Linked DNA regions of Mus musculus: region 2 is linked to region 1. Evidence: chromatin contacts called from public HiChIP or PLAC-seq data. All regions are on one chromosome and are shown on one strand. The core of a region is the stretch at or near the end of the contact, and the rest is flanking DNA. Distances in the headings are between cores, read along the strand shown.

The links. HiChIP or PLAC-seq counts read pairs in DNA pulled down with a chosen protein or histone mark.
Region 2: a contact with region 1 is called in an H3K27ac HiChIP or PLAC-seq map of embryonic stem cells, with 6 read pairs. The contact joins the enhancer-like site here to the promoter of Lhx3 in region 1. A contact is called at or near these places in 1 of 39 promoter capture datasets (neural stem cells), 4 of 115 datasets of contacts at active chromatin or transcription factors (double positive thymocytes, embryonic stem cells and stem cell-derived neural progenitor cells) and 4 of 9 other capture datasets (adipose tissue, liver, macrophages and 1 more).

The regions. Positions count from the first base shown.
Region 1 is chr2:26,203,140-26,209,448 of GRCm38.p6, reverse strand. It overlaps Lhx3 (LIM homeobox protein 3), which reads left to right and starts at 2,874. Exons shown (of 6, transcript NM_001039653.2): 1 at 2,874-3,104; 2 at 5,328-5,499; 3 at 6,273-6,309. The coding sequence starts at 3,011. It overlaps Qsox2 (quiescin Q6 sulfhydryl oxidase 2), which reads left to right. Exons shown (of 12, transcript NM_001302956.1): 12 at 1-325.
Region 2 is chr2:26,052,531-26,058,374 of GRCm38.p6, reverse strand. It overlaps Nacc2 (nucleus accumbens associated 2, BEN and BTB (POZ) domain containing), which reads left to right. Exons shown (of 6, transcript NM_001037098.1): 6 at 1-2,839. Among named protein-coding and RNA genes, the nearest start is that of Ubac1, 34 kb to the right of the region's middle. Within about 2 kb of position 3,109, at least 41 of the 459 cell types and tissues checked have an H3K27ac peak or open chromatin away from gene starts, as enhancers often do. A contact at or near this core is called in embryonic stem cells and neural stem cells, where this site is marked.

The DNA.
Region 1 (6,309 bases), core at 1,625-4,124:
ATCCCTTCTGGGGGACAAGCTTGCCACGGACATCCCTGTTTGAACTGTTCATTCTGCAGTGAAAAGGCTTGCATCCCTCCAGGGACCCATCTTTGGGCCAAGTGTAAGGTCTGTTTTAAAGTCTGAAGTTTTATGAGAGGTATTAAGATTAATATCTAGAATAGTTCAGTAATTTAAATGTTTATTTATTTTTTAATGCAAAGATTTTGAGTAAAAAGCAATTGGCATGAAAATGTCAATGAAATTTCTTAAGGGGTACATTTTGTATTTAAGTAAACTCTAATGTGCACATTGTAAGAATAAAGAAATTTGACATTTAGTAAAGTTGTTTCAGTTTTTTGAAATGTGAGCAGCTTTATGTAAAGCTGGATTCAGGGAATTCTCCAAACCCTTTTCTCCCATCTAGTTTGCAGACACAACTCTGAAGTTCTAAGAATTTTTTGTATAAATAAACTAGAGGCATTCGGGAAGACAGCCTAAAGGTCAGGCAGATAGTGAAGAGAGAATGGACTATGCTGAGACCTGCATCCTCAGATTGTCTCTGAACCCACAGAGCCTGGGAGGACCAGCCAGTCAACTAGAAAGCTGTTGAGCCTCTCACCAAATTTCCCTCCCATCTGTGCCCAGCCTGGGGCAGATTGCCCTGCAGGCACCTGGGAACTTCTGCTCAGGACCCTTCAGCTCTTCAGTAGCTGGTGGGTTTGCATGCATGAGCCTTTTCTGGAAATAGGGGTTGGAGAAAAGGGACTAAAATCTGCCTTCAGAGTACTGGATGCAGGTGGTTGAGTTCGTAGTTGGAGGCTTCTGACCTGTGCCTGCAAGCAAAAGGCCTTTGGACCCAGAATCTATTCCACGGAGTGGGTGAGGAGTGCAGTCCCAGGCTAACAGCTCAGAGGCTCCCAAACCTGAGTACTATGAACGTGGCACCTCTAGCCAAGGCCCAGAGCCCACGACAGCAAGTTGGAGCCACTATGCTACTCTGTAACAGGTAAAGGAAGGTCCAGAGAAAAGGCTACCTCGAATTATAAACTAGTCAGACCCAGCCCTAGAGTGACGCCAGCCTGACTCCGCCTGCCCAGGCCTGGAAGGGGCCAAGGGCGGGGACAGAGGAGGGGCGGGGCAGGCTTGTGAAGGTCCCCAGCACGCTGGTGCCTCCTTCAGCACCGCGGACAGCGCCAGCCCAGCGAGTGGGCCAAGGCCTGAAAGAGGTCCAGCACTTCCAGGAACACCCCGCACGAACCACTGGATTAGTGACTGCCATGCTGCTAGAAGCAGAACTCGATTGCCACCGAGAGAGGCCCGGTGCCCCTGGAGCTTCTGCCCTCTGTACCTTCAGCAGGACTCCAGGTAAGAGCCATTGCAACCTACAAGTCTCCATGCCAGGCAGGAAAAAGAGAAGAGACAGAATGCAGAGGGGTGACCAGGAGGGAGTGACTGCGGAGAAAAAAAGTACAAGGTGACAGCAGGCAGGAGAACAGGAAAGCTACAGGGTCAACAGTGACCAGAAAGGCCTGGGGCTGGTCCTAGAGATTGAATGTCCCACAGCTTCCAGAACTGCTTTGGCTTGCAGCAAGAATCCCCAGGCCAAGTCTCCCGCTTGAACTCTGATTCCCCAAGGGCCATTTCACTGCCACGGACGTTGGGAAATAATGGAGGCATTGTTGGCGGCAAGCCAGATGCCCAACAGTGTGGAGCCGCCCCTTCCCTAGTCTAGCCATACATGGCCCCCGCCCCACTGCCCTCTGCAGCAGCTGACACTCAATGGCTCACATCTCAGCTCACCCAGCACCCATTTCACTCCAAGCTAGTGTTCCCTGACCTCGGAATAACAAGTACAGAGCAACATGAAGGGACGGCTGCAGGCACAGGGCTCTTTCCGAGGCAGCAGCTGTGCTGGGACCAAGTGGAGAATCTTGCGTTCTTTCATTCATCCTTCCCATTCTGGGGTCTGATCGGTCACAGTCCTAGGGATGGAGGCAGAACAGGACAAGAAGAGGAACCAGGAGGGTGGCAGCAACCTGCTGATTCTGCAAACACTTCTAGGGTGTCCCTAATTGTTACCAGGGCACTATACCCTGCTGGATTCTAGTTCCTACCAGGAACTGCATAGGTCTGGCGCTGTCTCCTGGCTGGGTAGTAGGAGCCCTCAGTGAGGGCTCATGCAAGGATAGGATGATGGGTTCTGGTGGGCTCACCTGTTCGAATGGGGATGAGATGTGGAAATCCAGGTGCAGGGATTGTTCTAAGGAATTGGGGTGGGGAAGTAAGGGTAGATCTCAGGGCTTCCGCAGCTCAACCCTTTTCTGGCCTAGAGTCTTGGTGTGTTCCCGCAGAGGACACCGGATCTGAGGTCCTAAGAATCGTTCCTTCTCGCTGTACTGGCTCCAGGAGGCACTTCTAGTGGTGGGGTCCAGAGTGTCAGAGTTGGGGGACCTTCAAATCGAGCTCCTCGTAGCTCTACTGTGGCTTCTTTGCCACCACGTTCCCTCGCGATGGCTATCAGGTTGCCCTTCTGCTGACCAGGTGTGGTCTCAATGCTGTCCAGCTCCGGTTCAGAGTCTAAACGTGAGCAAAGAGAACGCAGTTCCCTCCCTGCCGCTTCCCTCGGGACCTCAGCCTTCCGGGAGGCTTAGCGAACTTGCTTGGGGCAGGGGCGAGCATCTGTAGGAAGCCTTGAGTGGTTACTGCGCTGTCTCCGTCCTCGGGAAGTGCAAGCCAGACGGCTTCTAGGCACCTCGGTTCCGGCTGAAAGGTGCACAGTCTCCAGTGGCCTCCAGTGGCCCCGGGAGCGTCTCTGCGACCCCCGGCCCAGCCCCGCCCCGCGGCCCCGCCCCCCACCGCTCCGCCCTCCGCGGGCCCGAGGCTTGGCGCCCAGAGGCCTCCCGTGGGCACAGCGCCCAGCAGCGACACGAGTCGCTCCGACGCCAGCTCGGAGTCCCTGCAACGGTGGCCTCGCCAGACCCAGGGGAAGTTCAGGGTCGGAGGGCGGCAGCACCAGGCACCTGGCCCCATGGAAGCTCGCGGGGAGCTGGACCCGTCCCGGGAATCCGCGGGCGGAGACCTGCTGCTGGCGTTGTTGGCGCGAAGGGCTGACCTGCGCCGAGGTGGGTGCCCGACGGAGAGGCTGCACTGAACAGGCCCAGATGTCCTCGGCTTTTTCTGGCCCTTGTGCGGAGGCCAGCAGAAGCCAAGGTATCTGGACAAGGGTGTGTCTGAGGGGCTCTGACATGGCTAAGCAAAGGCATCTCAAACCTCCAAAGTGTGTGGCCCTCCTGGTGCTGTGTTGTCCTGGCTTTGGGAGCCCTTGGTGATCCAGGAACGGTTTAGGAGACCTTTTGCAGCTCTGAGCTGGCTGAGGCCCCTGAGCTGGAGGGAGCATGTGAAGATGTTTCAGGACTCAGGAATCAGGGAGCAGGAGTTTCTCCTTAGGAACTGCCTTCACTCAGTTCCTTTCCCCCCATTTTCAGCGAGATCAGGTCTGGGTCATGCTGAACTCATCTCCCCTGAGTCGAGTCTTAGTGTCTGCACCGGCAGTTTACCACTAGGCTGGTGGTCAAGACGCGATTACAGGGAAAAGTGGAACTTGTCCGGGCCCCCAGTTTCTTGATCGTACCAGTCTTTTTGCAGGGCTTTGGTTCTGGGGAATAAAAGCGCTCTCCGTTTTCAAGCTGAGAGTATAACAGGATAGGAAAAGAGGAAGTTAGGCTGGCAGAAGGTCTGTCGAAGCAAGTGGGAAAAGGATTCTATGCAGACTGGGGGTATCGGATATGGCCTACTTGCTTATTTATTTATTTATTTATTTATTTATTTATTTTCCAATGGTTTATGGGATGGGTTACCCGCAGGAGCTGGGAGGAAGAGATGGGAGGGGGGATGAGAAAGGGAGGGAGGAAAGCTTGGTAAGCTAGGCTCCAGAGAGAGTTCTGTGAGGCTTGCTAGAGCACTGTTGGCTCCCGAGGCTCCACTGGGCCCTCCAACTCTGTGTAGGAAACTGTACTGAGACTGGAGTTCACCATGCCACGTAAGCAAGAGGAGATCGAGGGTGGCTTCACTGGGAGGCTTGACGGTGGCGACGGCTTTTGTAGGAAGCGGGTGTCCCCGTGTCCCTGCTGTGGGCTTCTTGGCCGAGGCGCTGTCCGTGCCTGGGTGCTGAATTTGCAGTGTTTGGCCTGTCTAGCCACCTCACTCTCTTCTGGGTATCCTTGTGGCCTTACGACGGCTCTGGTGGTGCTCTGGTACAGCTACAGTCGATCTCCACGTCCACACTTGGAGATGTGGTTTTGCTCAGGGTGGGACAGCATCCATCGCAGGCTTGTGCCCAGTGCTGGAGGGAGGTGGGGCAGTCCTTTTCTAATTCCTCCCACCAGTGGAGGCCAGCCTGAAGCTAGTTGTTTGCAGCTAGAGATGTAAAGACACTTGTGTGGGTATGAAGTGAGTGGGCCCTGGGTGCTGCACATGCATCTCCTTTTTCTAGTAACCTTTCCTAAATGGCGGGGATCTCCTTATCCCATGAACCAGTCTTATCCCACCAGCCCCTAAGACGAGATTACACCTTTAGATTTTTCCCACCCAGTTTCCCTGAGGCCTGCAGTCTTTGGGGGATGAGAACTCAGATGCTAGAAGAATTGGTGGTGTAGAGAGTTGAAGTCATCTACCGTGCACTGCAGTTCACACCTTAACAGCAGATCTCTCACATATACATACATACATACATACATACATACATACATACATACATACATATGAAAGCATATGTGTGTGTTCAAAAAACCATAGCCAATGAACTCATAAATACCTGCTGCCATTCAAGTGAGGACAGCATCCACCTATTCATACCTCAGGCAGGGGCCAGCGCTGGACAGCCTCACTTTGCTGGAACTCTGCAAAGGCGATGAAGTTCCATGTGTGGTCTTTTGCCCTTGCTGATAAGGACATGTCTTTCTTTCTTTCTTTCTTTCTTTCTTCTTTTTTCCCCCGGCTTTCCAGATCACCCCAAGAGTGGGGTTTTCGTTTGAGATGGACATGACCTGTCTGGCACTGGCACTTTGTAGAGCTTACAGGACAGCCCAGTCACTTTCCTGCTGTGGACACCTTTCTATACCTATTTCACTTTCCCTTGGCTGCAGTGCGACTGAGGGATGCTGCAGGATACAGTACCTGAGCACTACTCTCACTGGGGAGCCCGGTGGCCCCAAATGCCTACAGGAGACAGTGGCAGAAAAGCCGATCCTTGCACACCCCTAAGGCCTGCAGGCTGACCAAGCTGATGAAAAGGCCATCGCTCATTGTTTGTGGTCCCATGACCTGGCTTATTCTTGTATCCACAGAGATCCCGATGTGTGCAGGCTGTGACCAGCACATCTTGGACCGTTTCATCCTTAAGGCTCTGGACCGACATTGGCACAGCAAGTGTCTCAAGTGCAGTGACTGCCACGTCCCTCTGGCTGAGCGCTGCTTCAGCCGCGGGGAGAGCGTCTACTGCAAAGACGACTTCTTTAAGTAAGCTGGCTGGGCTGCCGAATTGCTTTCACAGTTGGGGAAGAGTAGAAGAGGGCAGGGTTGGCAGAAAACAGGCTGCGGGTGAGCGCCATACCTAGGTCCCTACCCAAATAGGGCACCCTGAAGTCTGGCCAAGCTCAGGTTTGGGTTTCCCGTGACATCTTTAAAAATATTTTTTTATTTTATGTGTATATATGTGAGTGGCTACATATTCATACTGTGCACCGCATACATTCCCGGTGTCCTCAGAAGATTGAAAGGGCATCGGATTCCCCGCAACTGGAATTACAAATGACTGTGAGTGCTAGGAATGGAGCTCAGACCCTCTGGAAGAGCAGTCAGTGTTCTTAACCACCCAGCCCAGCCGAATCTGCAGCCCCAACATTATTACTTTTTACAGTAGTTTGTTTTATAATCCATAAAAGCAGTTGTTAGGTTAAAACAAAATTAACCCAAATTTGTAGAATTGTATGAGACTTACTCTCCCTCTTAAAATGTGTTTTTGTTCCTTAAATGTCTGGGATGTGGGAAGCTCAGGTTCTTGGAGCTGAGGGAACTGACTCAGGTAAAGTCGTGGCCCTCTAGACCCATCTTTCCCAACATCAAGAAGCAGATTTTGCTACCCAAGGTACTGTGGCTCTGCGGAGGCTGCAGGACAGACGGGGCTGATGGAGTCTTCCTGACCGCACCTCGGGCGCTGGGAGCTGGCTGCTTTGAGACCCGCTCCAGGCGAAGGAGCCCCTCCGCTGAGCCGCACCCTGTGCATCCTGCAGGCGCTTCGGGACCAAGTGCGCCGCATGCCAGCTGGGC
Region 2 (5,844 bases), core at 1,860-4,359, 150 kb after region 1:
AGGTGCAGTTTAGACTCCCTCTGTGTCACAGCCTCCTTTTTGCAGGCAATTCCCTGTCTTGGGGGCCTCACAGGGAGACCCCATACTGTGCTGACTATACACGTCAATTCATGTATAGTCCTATCTTCCCCCTCCCCTCTTTTGGAAGACCTGTGGTGTGGAGAGGGAAAGGGGCATCATGGCAGGCACTGTGGGAACTGAGCTGAGCCCCTCCCCCTGCTCCTTGGTAACCCAAGGCCTGCATTCCTAGGGCCGGTTCAGAGGCTAGCTAATATCCAGCTCAGGAACTAGCTGCCCAGAGATGGACCTCTCACCTCTCCCATTTCCATCTTACTCCTAGGTAGGTTGGAGCCCCAGCCAGCCCTTTAGTGACTTGGACCAAACCCTCCTGGTGCTGGGTGAAGACCATAGAACTGTAGAGGGTACGGCAGGATTGGGGGCAGGGCTGTGCCCTTCCGCTCTGGAATATCCCTTCATCTGCTTCCTCCACCCAAATTTGCACTTTAATTTGACCATCCTTGGGGACCTTTGGGAGACAAACCCACCTATTTTGGTTGGTGGTAGAAGGGCTCTTTCTCATCCCTCCACTCCAAGATGAGCATGGTCCCACCCTGGGCCAGCATAGGGAGGGTGCCGCTGGCCATTAGAGGAACAGTGGCCGCACAGAATGCCTGACCACTGCTCGGGCTAGCACAATGTCCTCAACCTCTGTCCCTTAGTGTTTATAATTGCCATCTGTTTTGTTCTGGGTAAGGAAGGCAAGAGCTATAGGTAAAACTTCAATAATATTAAATGTGAATGGATTCTGAGCTCTCCCTGTGCCCCGGGTGGGCCAGACAGAGCGTTTTGCACTAATGTGTCCCATTGTGGACGTTGTGGGGATCGTTTGCAGACATGCATGGCCAATGACTGTACCTGCTTAGGGGAGGGGCACTCCCTCTGCATCCTGAATGTACTGCGAGGCAGGCGGGTGGCAGGCCTGGGCTCCGAGGGGCCTTCCAGAGTGCCTTAGCATCTTTTGATTATTTTTTTCAAGGAAAACCAATTTAAAAAACCAGACTCCCTCCTTTGTTTACAAGATGACTAATTCCAGAATCGGGGCTGTCTTGTCCTGTCACGTGACCCTGACTTGTCCAGACCCTATAGGTGAGAGCCTCTCAGCATTTGTCAGATGTCTACACCTCTGTTCCTAGCTTGACTACTAGCAATATGCACATACTATGTAGAGTCTATTGTAGAAACTATTGCTACATCAGCATCTTTGCCAGGACGACAGTCGGGACTGGATAGGGTTGGAGCTACTGGGACAGAGCTGGATCCAGCCATGAGTCTTATGTCCTCCCAGAGCAGACAATAGTCCCTGAGGCAGCTGGGACGAATACAGCAGGTCTGGGGCAAGGGACCAGAGACAGGGCTGATAGTGTGAGCTTGGAGGTGCTGCCTGTCTGCCCGGCTGTCTCAGTACTTGAATTCTGTATTGTTTTCTATACCAGTTGCTTCAGCTAACATCTGATTTGGTGTCTTACTTTGCCCTTGGATGTAGATGCAGCCAGTGATGTATGAAAGGCAATTGAGGAGAGACTCTGAGGGGTCCTTTGTGGTGTGACTGCAGGTGTGGGCCTCGAAGAAAACTAGATGTGTGGTGTTTGTTTAGAACCTAAAGGAAGGCAGAAAGGGGCTGTGAGAGCTGGCAAGCTGACAGGGCCAGTCCCCTCCAAGGGACTGTGGGGTGCCTGCTGCTACCTGCTTCAACAGCAGGACCTTCCCAAGCCCAGTGCATGTTGTGCTCTGCCCCACTGTCCTCTGCTTGGGTTCCCTAAAGATGGTGATTCTTAGCTGACTTGGGGAAGAGCAGGTGGCCTATCAACCAGCTGAAAACTCGAAAGACCCTGTTAGAACCTGCTTGCCGCAGATCCCAGATGGGAATGGCGACAAGCACATGATCTGTCAGCTTTACGCACTTCACTTCGTGGAAAGGTGCTGCTGCTGGGTGGTTCTGCATGTCAGGCAGCTCAGCCTATGCTGCTAGAAGAAGGGCTCAGTACAAAGTGTTTCAAAAGTGGCAAAGGTGTTTGCTTTGTTTGTTTTGTTTTCCTAGAAAGGAAAAGGATGCAGGATCTAAAACCTTCTGATTGAATAGCCTCTGCTTGTGTCCCATTGGTCCCCTCACTGCAAGCTCGATTGTGATTTTTATGTCAAAGGAAGCCAAAATTTGCAATACTATTTTTAGCAGACAAAAAGATAACTCGGTATAAAATGTATAAATATTTTTGACTTGAACATTTTGGGTGTCTCTGGGTGCAAGAAGAACATTAATCCCTTCAGGGGGATGTTTGGAGAACAGGACCGGAGGAAGGGGGTTGTTTTGAAGGCACTGTCCAGGGGTTAAAGTAGCATCATAATTCATGACTGTTAGGAATTAAGTTAATAAAGTCAGTGCTCCCCTACCTCTAAGGAGGCCTTCACAGAACCACTGAGCTAGAGCAGACACCACATCTTGGCTTTCTTTTTAGGGAGGAGGAGGCTTTGGTTTTTGGTTTCTTTTGGTTTCCTTTTGTTTTGTCCCTCCAGCATCCTCCTCTCTCTGTGCTGTGACCCCCGTAGTGACAAGACTGTTACTTTGTAGCCATGGCTGAAAACATTGTATCTATAACAACAACAAAAAATAAAACAAACAAACACAGCTATGTCCGCAAGCCGACCAGGGAAACCCTAGAGCTTTGAGCCTGTGCTCAGAGCTGTTTCAGAAGTGGAAATCCATGACAAAAGGATGTTCTCGTTAACTGTAAGGCGCTTTGTAAAGTTCACATTTACAGAATAATAAAGTCAATTCAAACCCAGCTTTCCTGACCTTTGCTTGACCAGTGGGAATGGGGACACAGTATTGGAGAGAAGTTGGGAAGAGATTTAGCTGTGGAAGAACATGGGGCTGCCTGTCCCCAAAAAGTCGCTATTTGAGAGAGATATGAGGGTGCCACTGCCTAGACTGAGTAATGGTTTTATTCAATGTATTGTCTACAAAATGGCTCTTCCTCTTCATCTGGCCCACCTGCCCTCCCTCCTTTGGATGTGTGGCTCCCTATGTCCCCTCCCCTTGGCCAGGCCTGCCCCCAAGTGGGCAGAGGGACAATTGCATGTGGGTGGAGCTTATCTGGGCTGCACTGGGGTTCTGGGTTTAGGCCTGGCAGCTGTTCTTCCCTTGCCGTGGGTGAGCAGGCTTTAACATGAGTCTCGGAAGAGGGTCCTGGAAGCAGCCTCTGGGGTCTTACCCTGAACCCTGACTCTGTACGTCCCATTACTAAAGATGACTCCCTTCTGAACCTTATTGCTCATGCTTTTGCAGCCCGTGAGGGGTTTCCCCAGGGCCACTTTTGGTTACCTGATGGGATCCCAATCTCTGGCTCCCTTTCTATGCTTCATACTACCTGCTCTGTGGAGTTCGAGATAGATTCCCTAACTCACCTGTGTTTGTTTGTTTTTGTCTCATCTGGAGCTAGTAGGTCTGTGCCATGTATATGTCCCCAGAAAAAGGTGTCCTGGAGCCCTGTCCAGCACAGCATGGTCACTCTCCTCCTCCCCCTCCTCTCCTTCTTCCTCTTCCTTTCTTCGTCTTCCTTCTCTCTCTCCCCCACCCCTTTTCTGAGACAGGGTTTCTCTGTGCAGCCTCAGCTCTCCTGGAACTCACTCTGTAGACCAGACTGGCCTTGAGCTTAGAAATCCACCTGCCTCTGCCTCCCGAGTGCTGGGATTAAAGTTGTCCACCATCACCCAGCTCAATCGCCCTCTTAAAGGAGTGTTTGAGGTAGGATACTGGTTTAGGCTCATCCAGAGCCATCTCCTATGGGAGCCTCAATGCTCCCACCCTGTCCCCATCCAAATGCTCAAAGAACAAGGACACAGGTGTGAGAGGTGAGCATTAAGCCCCCCCCCTTTTACATCCTACCACCAACTCCAGCTTGGTCCAGAGTCAATGGATCCATGCCCACATTCAGGGGAGGGGCAGGGTGGGGGAACAATAGAGACACATCCCTTTTCAGGACATATTACCCTGGCTCTAAAATCCCTACCTCTGCAGCCACCACCCCCACCTAGCCTTCATCCACTCAGGCTGGATTCTTAGCCATGCACTTTGACTGTTAAGGAACCAGAAAGGGCATAGGCCAGAAGGCCCCAAGGCCTGTGGGGGTCAGGGAGTATTGATGCAAGACAGGTTTTGTCTTAACAGGAACTTTGAAATTGGTCACTCAGTGCATGTCAAATGCCAGAGTCATTCTGGCTTTCCAAGAAAGAGAAGGCTGTGAAGTGCCACTAGGGGTTTGACCCTGTGACCTGGAAGCCTCTGACAAAATCTGCTATGCTCAGGAAATGTGTATCAGTGTCTTGCGTGTGTGCACAGCCCCTTCCATCCCTTGTCCTTACCCTTTTAAGGAGGAAGCTGGTGTTTTAGCAGGTTCTTGGCTTTGCCCGGCCTTTTGGTCCAAGCAGAAGGTGGGCTTGGGGGACATGATAGACCCAGTTAAGTCCTTAAGTCCCATACTCCTGCATTGCTCACAGGAGGGCCAGCCCTTCCCTACCAGTCTAAGAGGGACCTTAATGTGGCTTTGGACAGAGCCATCCCTACCAAGGCGAAAGGATTCTCGCTGCCATTACAACTCTGCCTGTGAAAGGTCATGGGCCACTTATCGAGGGACCTTCACAAACGAGAGGAAAGTGAGGAGATGGGAGGGTATGAATGGCTTTAATCCCAGCAAAGGCAGGCAGGTCTCTGTGAGTATGAGGCCAGCCTGGTCTCCAGAGACTGTTCCAAGATGGCTAGGACTCAGAGAAACCAACAAAAAAGAAAAGAAAGGAAGGAAGGAAGAAAAGAAAAGGAAAGAAAAGGAGGGGGGCTAGAGTGATAGCTCAGCGGTTAAGAGTACTGACTGCTCTTCTGAACGTCCTGAGTTCAAATCCTAGCAACCACATGGTGGCTCACAAGCATCTGTAATGAATCTGACACCCTCTTTGGGTGTGTCTGAAGACAGCTACAGCGTACTTGCATACAGTGTACTTACATAAGGAGAGGGAGCTGTGAGGACTGGGCAGCAGTTGGAAAGCAGAGGGCTCCCTTCCTTTTCATCAGTTAGGGCAGAGGAGCTTCAGAACTAGGGCAGAGCCATGCAGCAGTAGGAGAGGCAGGCCTGCTTTGTGCACTGTCCTAAGGCTCCAGCTCCCAACCCCAGAAGGTCACCTGGATCCCCACGGGCTTCTGCAGAAGGGCTGAGGGGAGGAGGTGGATTCAAGGATCTAGTACTGAAAGCAGGGAGGTCTCTGCCCCTACAGAAGGATGAAACTACCACATTGACCTTGGACATTTACCACCTCGGTTGGGGTCCTAGAGCTCAGAGAGAACCAAAGAGACCAGGCTCAGAAGGAGGTGCAGCAGGCTCTTTGCTGAATGGGAGGAGCTCAGTGCCTGGACGACTTGGGAGTTGAGAGAATCCAGAGCCTGCAGGGACACTAAGCCAGACCCCTGCTCCCATACTTGGACTCAAGCATTCCTGGCCATGAAGCTGGTGCCAGTCTTCGCAGATCCTTAACTGATTTATGGGGAGGAGGAAGACGGAATTCAAACAAAGCAGGCTGCCTCCTCAGGGACCGTGGCAGCTGTCTGGGCAGGAGCAGGGTAAGGTTTCTATGGGGAGTGGCCCGAGTGTGTATGTGGTTCTATCCTGGGGTTGTCTCAGGAGCAGAGATGATCTCAGGAGGGCTGGTGAGTAGGTAAAGGTGTTTGCTGCCATGCCTGATGACCTAAATTCAATCCCTGGAATCCACACAGTGGAAGTAGAGAACTGACGTCAGCAA